Regions from separate parts of the Mus musculus genome. Here all the other regions are linked to region 1. Evidence: chromatin contacts called from public HiChIP or PLAC-seq and promoter capture Hi-C data. All regions are on one chromosome and are shown on one strand. Each heading gives the region's core, a stretch centred on a gene start, on an enhancer-like site or on the middle of the called end of the contact. The rest is flanking DNA. Distances are from core to core; before and after follow the strand shown.

Region 1 (4,321 bases), core at 1,112-3,611:
TCCTTGTTTTTCTTTAAAGATCTATTTATGTATATGAGCACTCTGTATGGATATACACTTGCATGACAGGAGAAGGCATCAGATCCCATTATAGATGATTGTAAGCCACCATCTGATTGCTGGGAACTGCACTCAGGACCTCTGGAAGATCAACTTACCACTCTTAACCACTGAGCCATCGCTCTAACCCACATCCTTGTTTTCCTAGAACACATCTTAGGGTAAATTCTTACAACACAGATTGCTTATAGTTTAACTCCTAAAAGGTTTTGTCCTCATGTTTAGGCGATAACTGTGTTGGCTACAGATTTCTAGTTGACAACCATTTACCCTTAGAAGTCGGTGGCATTTGTCTGTCTGTGCTCTATCGGTAATGGTTGCCTCCGTCATTCTGAAGCGCATCTGTTTAGATGTGCAGATGTGCAGCTTCATTCTCCGTCACTCCCTTGGGACTTTCATTTTCAGTATAGTGAGGGTCCCTGGTATATGTATGTGTGAATCTACTCTTTAAAGACAGGGTTTCTCTGTGTAGCTCTGGCTATTGTGGAACTCGCTCTGTAGACCAGACAGGCTTCAAACTCAGAAATCTGCCTGCCTCTGCCTCCTGAGCTCTGGAATTAAAGGCGTGTGTCACTATACCTAGTCCATTTTCTAAGTGTGCAAGGCATTCTGTGTGTAAGTATGAATTGCTAGGGATTGAACCCGGAACCTCTCACAAGCCAGGCAAGTAAACCATGTGCGTAGCCCAAGTAGGTTTTGTTACCTATGACGTTGCTCATTGGCGTATGCTGTTCAACATTAGAATTTTTTTCCTTTCATCGTTTTCTCTCTTGCCTGTTCATGGTTCTTTCTGGAACACTTTGACCTTTTCAATTAGTTCTCGATCTCTTCATTTTTATGTGGTATTTATTTCTTTATTGAACTTTAGTTTTTTTTGAGACAGAGCCTCTACTCCTGGCTCTCCAAGAACTTGTTATATAGACCAGGCTGGTCTCAACTTGCAAAGATCTGCCTGCCTCTGCCTCACCCTTTGAAGGTTGGGATTGAAGGCGTGTGGCACCAAGCCTCACTTATGGGATTTTTGTTTTTTAAAATTTTACCATCTGGGAGATTTTCTTTCTCTTTGATTGAAGTTTTCTTTCAGCAATTATTGTTTTGGTTTTGTTTGCTTGTTTTGTTTTTTGTTTTGGTTTTTCGAGACAGGGTTTCTCTGTATAGCCCTGGCTGTCCTGGAACTCACTTTGTAGACCAGGCTGGCCTCGAACTCAGAAATCCGCCTGCCTCTGCCTTCCAAGTGCTGGGATTAAAGGTGTGCTCCACCACGCCCGGCCTCAGCAATTGTTTTAATGTCCAGCTTTTTCTATTTATTATTTTCATGTTCTCAAAAGATGTGTGTGTGCATGCGTGTGCGTGCGTGCATGCATGCGCGTGTGTGCATGCGCATGCACGCCTGTGAAGCTCAGACGACAACTTTTCTCTTTCCATTCTGTGGATTCCAAGGAATAAACCTGGCTTGTCAGAGTCGGTGACAATCTCCTTTAACTGGCAAGCCATCTTCCCAGCCCCATGATATAGCATCCTGTCTTGTTTTATGGACAAGATGCCAACTGAAGACACTGTTTGCAGACTCTGGTCTAAGTCTTCTGTTCCCTGATCTCGTTTTGCTTCCTCCTGGGATGAGTTTCTCTGTTTGTTTCACTCGCTTGCTCACTCTCTCTAGCTGGCCTGTGGGTGCCGCTTAGGTTTCAATCTGCCTCTCTAGGGAGAGCCAGGTAAGGCAGTGCACACGTGTGACCCCAGCATCCAGAGGCAGGAGGATCACCACATGTGTGGGGCCAGCCTGATCTACACAGTGAGTCCCAAGCCAGCCAGGCCTCCATGGTGAGACCCTGTCTCAAAACAGCACAAGGAAAGAAGGAAGGGAGAGGGGTAGGTAAGCAGCGAGGGGTGGAGGAGAGCGAGGTGTGTAGATCCACCAATCACAGCTGTCCCGGGCACTATGAAATCTACAGATGCTTAATTTGGGCAGAAGAAAGCTACAAAAAATTTTAATGTTTAAATGTTTAAATCTTTCCAGTGGTATAGATCCTAGATTCCAAGCACTTGTGGGTAAGAGAAATACAAGTAATGGCGGATTCGCTGCCAGTCAGCCATCCTCTTCATAGCCTAGCTTGGGGGAGCCTCTGGCTTCTGACTCTGCCCACTCCCCAACCCCTACCCTCCTAAACACACCTGTGTGTTTGACTGGAATTCCACAGACCTAGGCTTCCTCCAATCCAAGCTTCTGCTGGAGGCTGGGCCCTCAACTGCAGGCAATGGCAGCTGCTGACAGCCGTGCAGTAAGGAGCTCTGGGCCTTGTGCCTGTGGGGCCGGAGCTATAAATAGCCCTGATTACAGATTTTCCTCTTGTTAACCAATGGCACTTTATGGCTCTCCATTCAAAATAGGCCTGGCTGGTGTTTAGTCTCCCTGGGGGGGCAGCTGTAAAGGCCACTTCAGTTTCACAGCTAAGGAGAGTTACAAGGCAATTAAAACATTTTTGTCTTTTCTCTCTTATGATTACTCCCCTGTGGCAGATACAGCAAAGCACTTGCCCGTGCTGTTCTGTTCTGACTGCCTACCAGGAAGGACTCTGGGGACACAGCATCAGGGCACACTAGCCTAGACTCAGAGTCTGAGCCCCAACATGTCTGTTGTTCTTTACAGGCTGAGAAGAAAAGTCAGGATTAGTTTGGTCTGAACACATAGGTGGACAGGCAGCTGTTAATGACTTCACTGCAGAGTGTCTTCCTGAAGGGGAGACAAATGCTTCTTGTGAGAAAACAAAATATATGCTCAAAATTTTTATGCATTCCCTCTTGTGATAAATTAAGTGTTTGCATAAATAAATGTATACCCAGGGCTGGAGACATGGCTCAGTGGTTAAGAGCACTAATTGCTCTTCCAGAGGTCCTGAGTTCAATTCCCAGCAACCACATGGTGGCTCACAACCATCTGTAATGAGATCTGATGCCCTCTTCTGGTGTGTGTCTGAAGACAGCTACAGTGCACTTATATAAATAAAAATAAATAAATTTACCGGGCGTGGTGGCGCATGCCTTTAATCCCAGCACTTGGGAGGCAGAGGCAGGCAGATTTCTGAGTTCGAGGCCAGCCTGATCTACAGAGTAAGTTCTAGGACAGCCAGGGCTACGCAGAGAAACCCTGTCTTGAAAGAACCAAAAATAAATAAATAAATAAAGTATATACCCTAGCCACATGAAAGTGATTAGAGAAAACAGTGTCTCACATAACCTAGCTCTAGATTGTAGTAAATAACATGTTAATCCTGGTCCTAAAAACAATCTCGATATGGAAAGAGGGGCTGTCATAACCTCGACATTGATCTAGATGTGTACAGCATCCTCTTCAGCATTCAAAACTCTTCCTTGGCTGGGGTCTGAGGAGAAAGCTCAGAGCTTTGTGAGTACAAGGACCGGAGTTCAACCCTCAGAACCCACATTAAAAAAAAACAACCGAGATAACCCTCGCTTGTAAACCAGCGCTGGAGGAGGAAGAGATGATCAGATCCTGGGGGTCACGGACCACACAGTGTCCCAGAAGCCTAATCTCTAGCGGTGGCTGTCACCCGAGGAACAGCAGCTGAGGCTGACTTGAGCTCCACGTGCTACCTCACTCCGCACAAACGCACCTGAACATAAAAGAAAATCCTCCTGGTTTCTTCTCAGGGCTGTCACAGTGCAGGGCAAGCATGACCACCACAGATGACCACCCAGAGCTTAGAGAAGCCCTGAGGTAAGGCCTTGGATGCACTGAGAGGCCTGAGGAAAGGAGGGGGAGATGGGAAAGAAAAGACGTGTAAAGGATTCTTCAACCCAGCCGGAAAGATTCTGCCAAATAGTAATCTGTAGCCATTATGAAATTTCCAGGAAGGAAAAGATTAGCATGCAAAGGAGGCACAGATGTGACTGGAAAAGTTTCTGCTCTCCTCAGAGACACCAGCGTAGGCGCTCAGAACTAAGGGCTTGCATCAGAGCCTCAAAGGACCACTGAGGTCAGAGGGTCCACATCCCTTGTGTTATGGATGAGATGGGTGATGGGACAGATCTGCAGGGACCAATACAGAGTTACCCAATAACTGCAGATGTTCACAGTATCCTCTGAAGAGCCAGGTATAAACCAGGCCCATGTGCCCATTGGGACAGTCAGGGATAAGCCACAAAAGTTCTCTTTGAGTGACTGCTCTCTGGTAGAGGCCAGGGCTGACCCTGGCAGCACCTGGGTATAGAAGAAAGAACATTTCCCACAGCCGAGCTCTCA
Region 2 (4,321 bases), core at 737-3,236, 350 kb after region 1:
GTACTCTGAAGCAAGACTGTATACAATGACAAATGGTCTGAAAGTACATTTGAAACAATCAGACTAATCTTTGATTAACTGTTGCTAGGAAGTAGCTAGGGAGTAACTCTGGCCCAGGACAAGCCCTGGGGTCCTTCCTGGTACTTGGGTGCAGCTTGGGTTCAGCTGCAGGCCAAGTCTCAGGCTTGCTTTAAGATGGAGGCTGGTCCCAAGATGGAGTAGGTTTGGCCTCTCAGACCATATTTTAAATATTTCAATATACGATCAGCAGGTAAATATCAAGCCAGTATGGTGGCACACCTCTACAGTATCAGCACAGATCATGATTTCTAGGGAACCCTGTGCTGTATATTGAGACGGAGACCTCAAAAACAGAACGAGGCACTGGAGAGATGACTCAGAGGCTAAGAGCACTGGCTGCTCTTCCAGAGGACTTGGGTTCAGTCCCAGGGTCCACATGGAGACTCGCACCTATCTCTATCTCCAGTTCCCGGGATCCTATGCCCTCTTCTGACATTGGCTGGCACAGCACACACAATGTGCACATACTAAACAAGTAAAACACATAAAATAATACGATTTAAAAAATAGCAAGGCATGGTAGTACACTCCTTTTTTAAAAAAAGATTTATTTATTATTATTATATGTAAGTACACTGTAGCTGTCTTCAGACACACCAGAAGAGAGTGTCAGATCTCATTAGGGATGGTTGTGAGCCACCATGTGGTTGCTGGGACTTGAACTCAGATCTTTGGAAGAGCAATCAGTGCTCTTAACCGCTGAGCCATCTCTCCAGCTCCCACCCCTCCCCTTTAAAATATTTTATTTTTATTTTCACGTGCATTGGTATTTTGCCTATAAGTCCTCTGGACCCAGGTCCTCTGGAAGAGCAGTGCTCATCACTTCAGCCCCTCTCCTTTAAAATTTATTTTATATGTGTAGGAAGTTTGGTTACATATATGTCAGTGTACTGTGTGTATGTATGCCCGGTGCCTGTGGAGGCCAGAAGAGGGCATCAGATCCCTTGGAACTGGAGTTACAGATGGTTGTGAACTGTCATGTGAGTTCTGGGAATCAAATCTGGGTCCTCTGGAAGAACAACCAGTGCTCTTAACCCTAGAGCCATCTCTCCAGCACCTGGTAGCACACCCCTTTAATCCCAGTACTAAGGAGGCAGAGGTAGGGAGATCTCTTATTAGATCGAGTCCAGCTTGGTTTACATAGCCAGTTCCAGATTACACAAAACGAGACCCTCTGCCAAAATACAAAATCAGTTAAGCATCCCTTGGACCCACATGGTGAGAGGAAAGAACCAACTCGTCCAAGCTGTCCTGACTTTGAGTAGGTTGCTCTCCTAAGACCAGGGTGGAAGTTTTTTTTTTTTTTTTTAATTTTATTTTGTTTTATTATATGTAAGTACACTGTAGTTGTCTTCATTCACTCCAGAAGAGGGAGTCAGATCTCTTTAGGGATGGTTGTGAGCCACCATGTGTTGCTGGGATTTGAACTTCAGACCTTCAGAAGAGCAGTTGGGTGCTCTTACCCACTGAGCCATCTCACCAGCCCCGGGTGGAAGGTTTTAGTTGTGTACTCCTGCCAAGTCCTTTGGGGAAGACAAGCCTGGAGTAAAGCAGACTTTGGTACAATCCGGTGTGGGGGAGCGTGCCCGTGGCAAAGCACAAGCACCGCAATAGCGCTATGGAATGAGTATACCGGGAAAAATTCCAAAGCGCCCGTACGGTAGATCTCACAGAACCAAAAAGTCAAACTCCCAGATGCAGTCTATAGCCTCTGCGTCTGCGCGGGACGCTGCTGCTGCTGCTGCTGCTGCTGCTGCTGCTGCTGCTGCTGCTGCTGCTGCGCACACGCGGGTCAGGTGGTGCCTTTACCTTCAGCTCATTCATATTCTAAGATACCATTTCCGGGTCGGGTCAGGGACTCGCTTCCGGCGACTAGGAAGTGACGTACCACTTCCTCTCCAGCTCCGCGTCCCGAAGGTGGGTCCCACGCGGGGTCAACATGAGGATCGAAAAGTGTTATTTCTGCTCCGGGCCGATCTACCCGGGGCACGGCATGATGTTCGTCCGCAACGATTGCAAGGTGAGGCGGCCGTGGCCCGCACGCTCCGGACGGCTCGGGGACTGGAGCGCGCTCTGCTCGCGCCGGGTTCTGAACGCCGTGGAGTGGCCTGGGCTGGACCCGGCGTCGGTTCACTGCCGGCGAGGTCTCCTCGTTGCTGTCAGACGCTCATCTCATCCGCAGGCCACCCGGCTTGCCGCAGGGTCAGGAAGTCGGTCGAATTAATGCTTAAGGAGGCTCATGCTCTCGTACAGTGGGAGGTGGGGTTGTCTGTAGCGGTTAATGGACATGGTGCCTGAGCCTTATAGACTTTTGCATTGTTGCTGGAGATGAGCTAGGAGAAAGACAGCATGGGGGTTCTTTGGGGGGGATTAACTGGCTACTTCGGCAGCCTTCACTATCCCACTTCTTGAAGGTTCTCACGGAATGAAGTATGTAAGCAAAAGCATTATGATTTGTGCCGCATGCACAGGCTTTCTTAGTTTAGGTTTCTGTTTCTGAGCGGGTCACACATTTTAGTTACCATACTCAGCTTTCTTTGCTAGCGCCCAGTAACCTCAAAGGCTTACTTTTTATGTTGCTTCCAGTGACACACAGAAATTGCATTATTAATTATTTTTGGTTTTTCGAGACAGGGTTTGGTTTTTCTGTATAGCTCTGGCTGTCCTGGAACTCACTCTGTAGACCAGGCTCAGAAATCCGCCTGCCTCTTGTCTCTCCCAAGAGCTGGGATTAAAGGCGTGCGCCACCACTGCCAGGCTCCAGATAGCGTTTTGTTGTTGTTGTTGTTTTTTGTTTGTTTGTTTGTTTTGTTTTTTTGTTTTTTTTTGTTTTTTTTTTCCGAGACAGGGTTTCTCTGCATAGCCCTGGCTGTCCTGGGACTCACTTTGTAGACCAGGCTGGCCTCGAACTCAGAAATCCGCCTGCCTCTGCCTCCCAAGTGCTGGGGATTAAAGGCGTGCGCCACCACGCCCGGCTGAGAAGGTCTTTAAGGAGCTTTTTCTTAGACTATTCCTTCACTTAAGGCCAGTGTAAGGTATTATTCTCTAAAGTGATTAGTGATGGTTTCCGGGTGCTTAGCCTGGTAGAGATGATGTCGGACACCCATCAAACACTTGAGTGTCCTTCTGTTCTGATGTCGCATGTGATTCTAGGTGTTGTCCTTAGTTCTTATGTGAGTGTCTTTTTTTTTTTTGCTTTACAGTAGTTTTTTGTTTGTTTGCTTTTTCTTTTTGGTTGGCTGGGGGGGGCCGGGGGGGGCATGTAGAAACATTTTTATTGTTGACTCTTCAGCTCCTCGGTATTTTAACTTGAGTGTCCTGTAGGTGTTCCGATTCTGCAAATCCAAGTGTCATAAAAACTTTAAGAAGAAGAGAAACCCACGCAAGGTCAGGTGGACTAAAGCCTTCCGGAAAGCAGCTGGCAAGGAGCTCACGGTGGTGAGTGCGGGTGGTGGCCTGGCCTGAGCATGGGCCCCGCAGTGTGCCTGCTTCTTTATTTCTCATACTCACACGATCCTAAAGTCCATTGTTCTGTAGACTTCTAAAAAGTGAAAAACTGCTACCCTAGTATGTAAAAGTTGGTTTGTTTATTTTTTGTTCTTTTTTCTTTTCTTTTGTTTCTTCTCTGTCTCTCTTTCTCTGTCCCTGTCTGTGTCTCTCTCTTCTCCCCAAAACTGTTTTTGGCTTTGGCAAAGAAGAAGAAAAATCATGTAAATGGGTTGGATGAAGTGGGAACTTGGACTTTCAGGGCTGGGTGGAGGTTGGGAGATGAGCTGAAGAGCCCCTGAGTAGCACTGGGGCTCAGGTGTGGTTTGTAACAGACACGTACTGGTTTCTGCGTGTCCTTGGTAGGACTCTGTCGGAGAACAAAAGCTAGAAGTGTTGGTATTAGGGCAAGCCAAGGGCTGAGGTAAGGGTACTTGGTGTCTGAAGAGGGAGGTGACAGAAGCCGCAGGTGTTCTTTGCTGGAGGTAGAAGTTTTAAGTTGTGCCCCTCTGTGGCTGTCCCTTCCCCCAAAACCTGTGACCTGCCTCCTTCCTGTCACTTAGAGGTATAACCTATAAGCCAGACCCAGGTTCCTAATCCCAGGGCTGTCTAGTGAACACAGCTGCTGGCCATGTAGGATGGGAAGCCAAATCAGTTACTTTTCAGAAATAGTCTTCAGGGACGGTGAGGCAGCAGGATCTCTTTAATGCCCAAGATGGAGGGTGCCAATCCTGCTCCTCCCCTACCCCAGCTG
Region 3 (4,321 bases), core at 473-2,972, 260 kb after region 1:
GAGTTCAAGGGCAGCCTGGTCTACAGAGTGAGTTCCAGGACAGCCAGGGCTACACAGAGAAACCCTGACTCCGGGGGCTGGGGGGAAGCCAAGGAAAAGTCCCCATTGCCTTCTCTAGTATGTTCTGTCACTTAGAAATACATGTTAATTTTTACATTTTTAAACACTGCCGGGGAGGAAGGCTGTTAAGTCAGTTGTGGTGTTTACATGAGAAAAGCAAAGGGGTAGTTTAGCTGGAGAACCAGTGGGGAAGGGCAAGCTGCGCTGTATCTTAACCTCTGCACAGGCAGAGGCACCAGGAAGTTTAGGTTGCAGCTCTCGTAAGGAAACAAAGCCGTATTTTTCACTGACCACAACCTAAATACTAAATCCCCCAAGAAAGACCTTATAGTGGAATTGTGAACATCAGACATCAAAATTAACTGGAGACTATGTAGTGTGTGATCTCAGTGACCCCAGTTAGTAGGGAGTTGGAGGCAAGAGGGGCGCAAGTTTAAGGCTAGCCTGGGCAACTTACAGCAAGATCTTCTGGTTGAGCAGCTGCTTCCAGGGCAGAGGACTGGGAGGGGTGGCAGGGGTAAAGGTCTTGCCACACAGGCCTGAGTTGGAGCCTAGAGTTCATGCCTCCCAGGTCTCACTAGACTGCTCTAGAACTTTGGTTTCTTCAGTCTCTACCTCCCAAGTGCAAGGATTACAAGGATTACACCACACCTGCTGTTTTGGAGTTTTCAATTTTTTTTCCCCCTTGAGACAGGCTCTTGCCATGCATGTAACCCAGGCTGTCCTTAACCAGCAGTTCTCTGGCCTCGGCTGTTAGAGTGCTGGCGTGCAGACAGGTACCACTTTCCCTGGCCCGTTGGCTTTAGAACACAGAATCCGTCTTGAGGCGGTGCATAAGTAATGTTGATAGACACGTTGGAACTCAGAACAAATGCTCTTCAGTGGGAAGCAAAGGGCTCTACTGGCTGGGAGCAAGCCAATGCCACCTGATTCTTGTTGGCAGTACATCAGCGCACCTCAGCGTTTCTGCTCGGGCTATTAGATAAGACACCAAGATGCAGCATTCACTGTGAGGAACCCGGATGCTGTTATCCAGACTTAGCCTTAGAGGACTGAGGGGTTCTGGCTGGAATCTTAGAGACTGACTACAAAACCTTGCTTTTTAACCACCTCTTGAATCTGACCTGGCTTTTGATTTGCTGTGACCCAAAGACTGGTGGAAGGAACTGCAGATTTGAGGCCCAGGCCTCCTACCTTCCCACTCTTGCCTTGGAACCCTGAAAGCACCGTGTAAGAAGCTCCACCTAACCCACTGGGCAGTGAGAAGGCTCCGGAGCTGAGGTACAGCTAGTCTGGCCCACACAGCTAGAGCCCTTCCAGTGCTCTGTCCAGTCAGTGTGAGTGAGCAGGGTTAAGATGTGGCTGGCAGTGACACTTACATGAAACAGGTTAAAATAGGTCACAAGAACAGAATAAGGCTTAGAGGTGAGTTTTGGAAAGCCTCAACAGTTCTATGGAAAGCTGCACGGTGCAGCAAGCCTGCTGTCCTATCACTGCTGGGGATGGGCTTAGAGGATAATCTGGAGTTCAAGGCCAGCCTGATGACATGGTAAGAATCCTGCATGGGTGTTTCAGCCAGCCAGCCAGTCTTACCTCCTACCCCTGGCAAAAGAGTGGACTGTCTGGTGATCATTCTTGTATCTTACGTAATACAGAAAAAGGCCACTTAGGAGCTAGGCAGAGTGGCTCACATCTGTAATGCCAGCACTTGGAAGGTTGAGGCAAGACGATGGCCCTTGAGTTCAGGTCTGACCGCATAGATTGCTCTAGGTCAGCTCTGCCTCTATAACCAGACAACAGACACCCACAGAGCATTAGATTACAAAAAAGGAAACACTATGGTAATAGTTTGTAATTAGGAAAGTTTTCATTGAGCCTAGTTGGAAATAAATAGCTCCGTGGGCATTGACAGTCTCTTAATCTTTTATTGCTGTTTTGAGACAGGATCTAGCTATCAAAGCCCAGGCTGCCCTTGACTTGTGGTTGATCCTCCTGCCTTTTCCTCTCCGGGGCAGGGATTACAGCAGTGCTGTCAAGTCTGGCTTCTTTTAGCTACTCTTTCTAAAACGTATTCTGTATTAAAAATACTTACCACAGAACACCATGCAGAATGGTAAAACTGGATAGATAAACCTGAATTCTTTGTGGCCCAACATGCTGTAATAAAAGATATTAAGACAAAACATTAATTTTATATTAGTCTGAGAAATTAATGCATTTAAACTATATGATCTGTTTATTTGTCAAGCATTTGACACTGAATTCCTTTTATTTTCCTGATAACTTTTTTACCAGCCAACTCTAGACACTTGTGTTTAAGCCCATGTTGCTGGCATTACAGGTGTTATACCATGAGTCCGACTTGGGAATTGTACTCCTTTTTAAATAGAGTGTGGTGATGTGCTAATAATGTCAGAGTGAAGCCGGGTGTGGTGGCGCACGCCTTTAATCCCAGCACTCGGGAGACAGAGGCAGGTGGATTTCTGAGTTCGAGGTCAGCCTGGTCTACAAAGTGAGTTCCAGGACAGCCAGGGCTATACAGAGAAACCCTGTCTCGAAAAACCAATAAATAAATAAATAAATAAATAAATAAATAATGTCAGAGTGAAATTATAAAGTACAATTACACTTAGAAAAAAATTTATGTATTCAACTAAGTAATATTACTCAAATTTAGAATAAGAATATATTCCTTTAAAATGTTTTAAAATGTTTGTGTGTGTGTGTGTGTGTGTGTGTGGCAGGTGAGGTGCTCACACCACAGTGCACACGTGGAGGTCAGAGGACCAGAACTTGTGGCCATCAGTAGTCGTCTCCTCCTGTGTGGATCGTGGTGACACTGCTCAGGGCCACAGACATGGTGGTGGGTGGTGGTAGGTGCCTCTACCTGCTGAGCCATCCCACCAGTTCCACATTTTAATCTCACAACTAGACAGATGTAGCAGTAGGTCTAAGTCCCCTGAGTAGCACATTTGTTCACCTGACATAATCTCTACTGCTGTATTCTAAGAAACAACTTCCCAATAGTTTCAGAATCTCTTAGTAACATTTAAACATTCACCTGCCTGAACAAAGTCTTACCTGTATACCAGCAGTGTCCACAGCACGGTCAGCAGCAGTATGTGGAGCCTCCTTGGGGCTAGGAAGCAACCGTGAATGAAGAAAGGTAAGTGGGTCCCCAGGACAACTGGGAACCCTTGACTGAGGTACCAGTGCCATGGATGGGAGCCATAAAACGTCCCTAGGTTCTGCAGCACGTTAAATTTCAAGAAATTTAATTGGACCAGCGTCCACTGGCACAAGTGAAAGAGAAAGAAAAATGGGTTAGTGTCAAAAACTGATCTAGGACTTTATAGTATTTGACAGAATCATAACATTAAGTAAGAATTTAATCTAAAAACTCAGGCAGCAGTCTAAGTCTGCGTAATGACATGAGTTCTGGTTAATAACTGTCTTTTTTTCTCTCACCCCCTCTTTCTTTTTTCTTGGAGACAGGGTGTTGGTCTGTCCTGTACATGAGGTTGGCCTTGAACTCAGAGATCCACATGCCTCTGCCTCCCAAGTGCTGGGATTAAAGGCGTGGGCCACCACTGCCCCAGTTAATAACTTGTTTTTGTAAGTACTTGATAGTGTTAATTTGTAAAATGCTAAGTTTTTTAAGGTTTAAATCTCAAATTATGAATAATCATTCACACATACTTTTGTTTTATATCCAATTAGAAAAGAATTTTTTAAAATTGATTTTTCTTTTAATTGTATGTGTGTGCACTTGAACACGTGCCCTCATGCCTAATTGCTCTTCGAGAAGGGATCAGATTCCCTGGAATTGCCCGCAGTTATGAGCAGCTCCTACGTGATGCTGAGACTCTAGCAGTTAGGGAGCCTCGGTGTGGATTCCAGGTGTGAGCCACTACACCAAGCACTCGCCACCACAGCTGGATCAGATACAAAGTGCTGAAAGCCCAGCTTGAGGGTTCAGAGCAGTAAGTGGTTAGAACAGATAGCCTAATTGAGCTTACTCTAATTTTTACTTACTTGGCCAAAAAAGATACGGTCAATTATCAGAGACAAACTGAAGGTTATAAATCTGAAAAACAAAGTAGAGTGGTGACTCACATGGGAGCCTGCTGAAGTCTAGGCCACTGTCTTTGTCCCAGCACGACTCTAAAACGCTTTACAAGCTTGCCAGCTGTGGGGTCGTACATGGTGAAAGATGAGAAGATGCACTTAAGCAAACATTTAAAAAACCCACTATTGTATC

What was found. Promoter capture Hi-C pulls out the DNA fragments that hold promoters and counts their contacts. HiChIP or PLAC-seq counts read pairs in DNA pulled down with a chosen protein or histone mark.
Region 2: a promoter capture Hi-C map of hippocampal neurons shows a contact between it and region 1, with 3 times the contacts expected there. The contact joins the promoter of Rsl24d1 here to the enhancer-like site in region 1. A contact is called at or near these places in 3 of 39 promoter capture datasets (the C10 cell line, cranial neural crest and hippocampal neurons), 4 of 115 datasets of contacts at active chromatin or transcription factors (embryonic midbrain, forebrain, neural tube and 1 more) and 1 of 9 other capture datasets (adipose tissue).
Region 3: a contact with region 1 is called in an H3K4me3 HiChIP or PLAC-seq map of neural tube, with 5 times the contacts expected there. The contact joins two enhancer-like sites. A contact is called at or near these places in 3 of 39 promoter capture datasets (the C10 cell line, the HPC-7 cell line and cranial neural crest), 4 of 484 Hi-C or Micro-C datasets (cortical neurons, liver and pancreatic cancer cells), 4 of 115 datasets of contacts at active chromatin or transcription factors (embryonic midbrain, embryonic stem cells, forebrain and 1 more) and 3 of 9 other capture datasets (adipose tissue, liver and pancreatic islet).

Annotation. Positions count from the first base shown.
Region 1 is chr9:72,760,895-72,765,215 of GRCm38.p6, forward strand. No RefSeq gene overlaps it. Among named protein-coding and RNA genes, the nearest start is that of Gm27204, 16 kb to the right of the region's middle. Within about 2 kb of position 2,362, at least 59 of the 459 cell types and tissues checked have an H3K27ac peak or open chromatin away from gene starts, as enhancers often do. A contact at or near this core is called in forebrain and hippocampal neurons, where this site is marked.
Region 2 is chr9:73,111,483-73,115,803 of GRCm38.p6, forward strand. It overlaps Rsl24d1 (ribosomal L24 domain containing 1), which reads left to right and starts at 1,987. Exons shown (of 6, transcript NM_198609.2): 1 at 1,987-2,101; 2 at 3,406-3,519. The coding sequence starts at 2,021.
Region 3 is chr9:73,019,134-73,023,454 of GRCm38.p6, forward strand. It overlaps Pigb (phosphatidylinositol glycan anchor biosynthesis, class B), which reads right to left. Exons shown (of 12, transcript NM_018889.3): 7 at 4,096-4,147; 8 at 3,142-3,353; 9 at 2,153-2,217. Among named protein-coding and RNA genes, the nearest start is that of Pigb, 18 kb to the right of the region's middle. Within about 2 kb of position 1,723, at least 13 of the 459 cell types and tissues checked have an H3K27ac peak or open chromatin away from gene starts, as enhancers often do.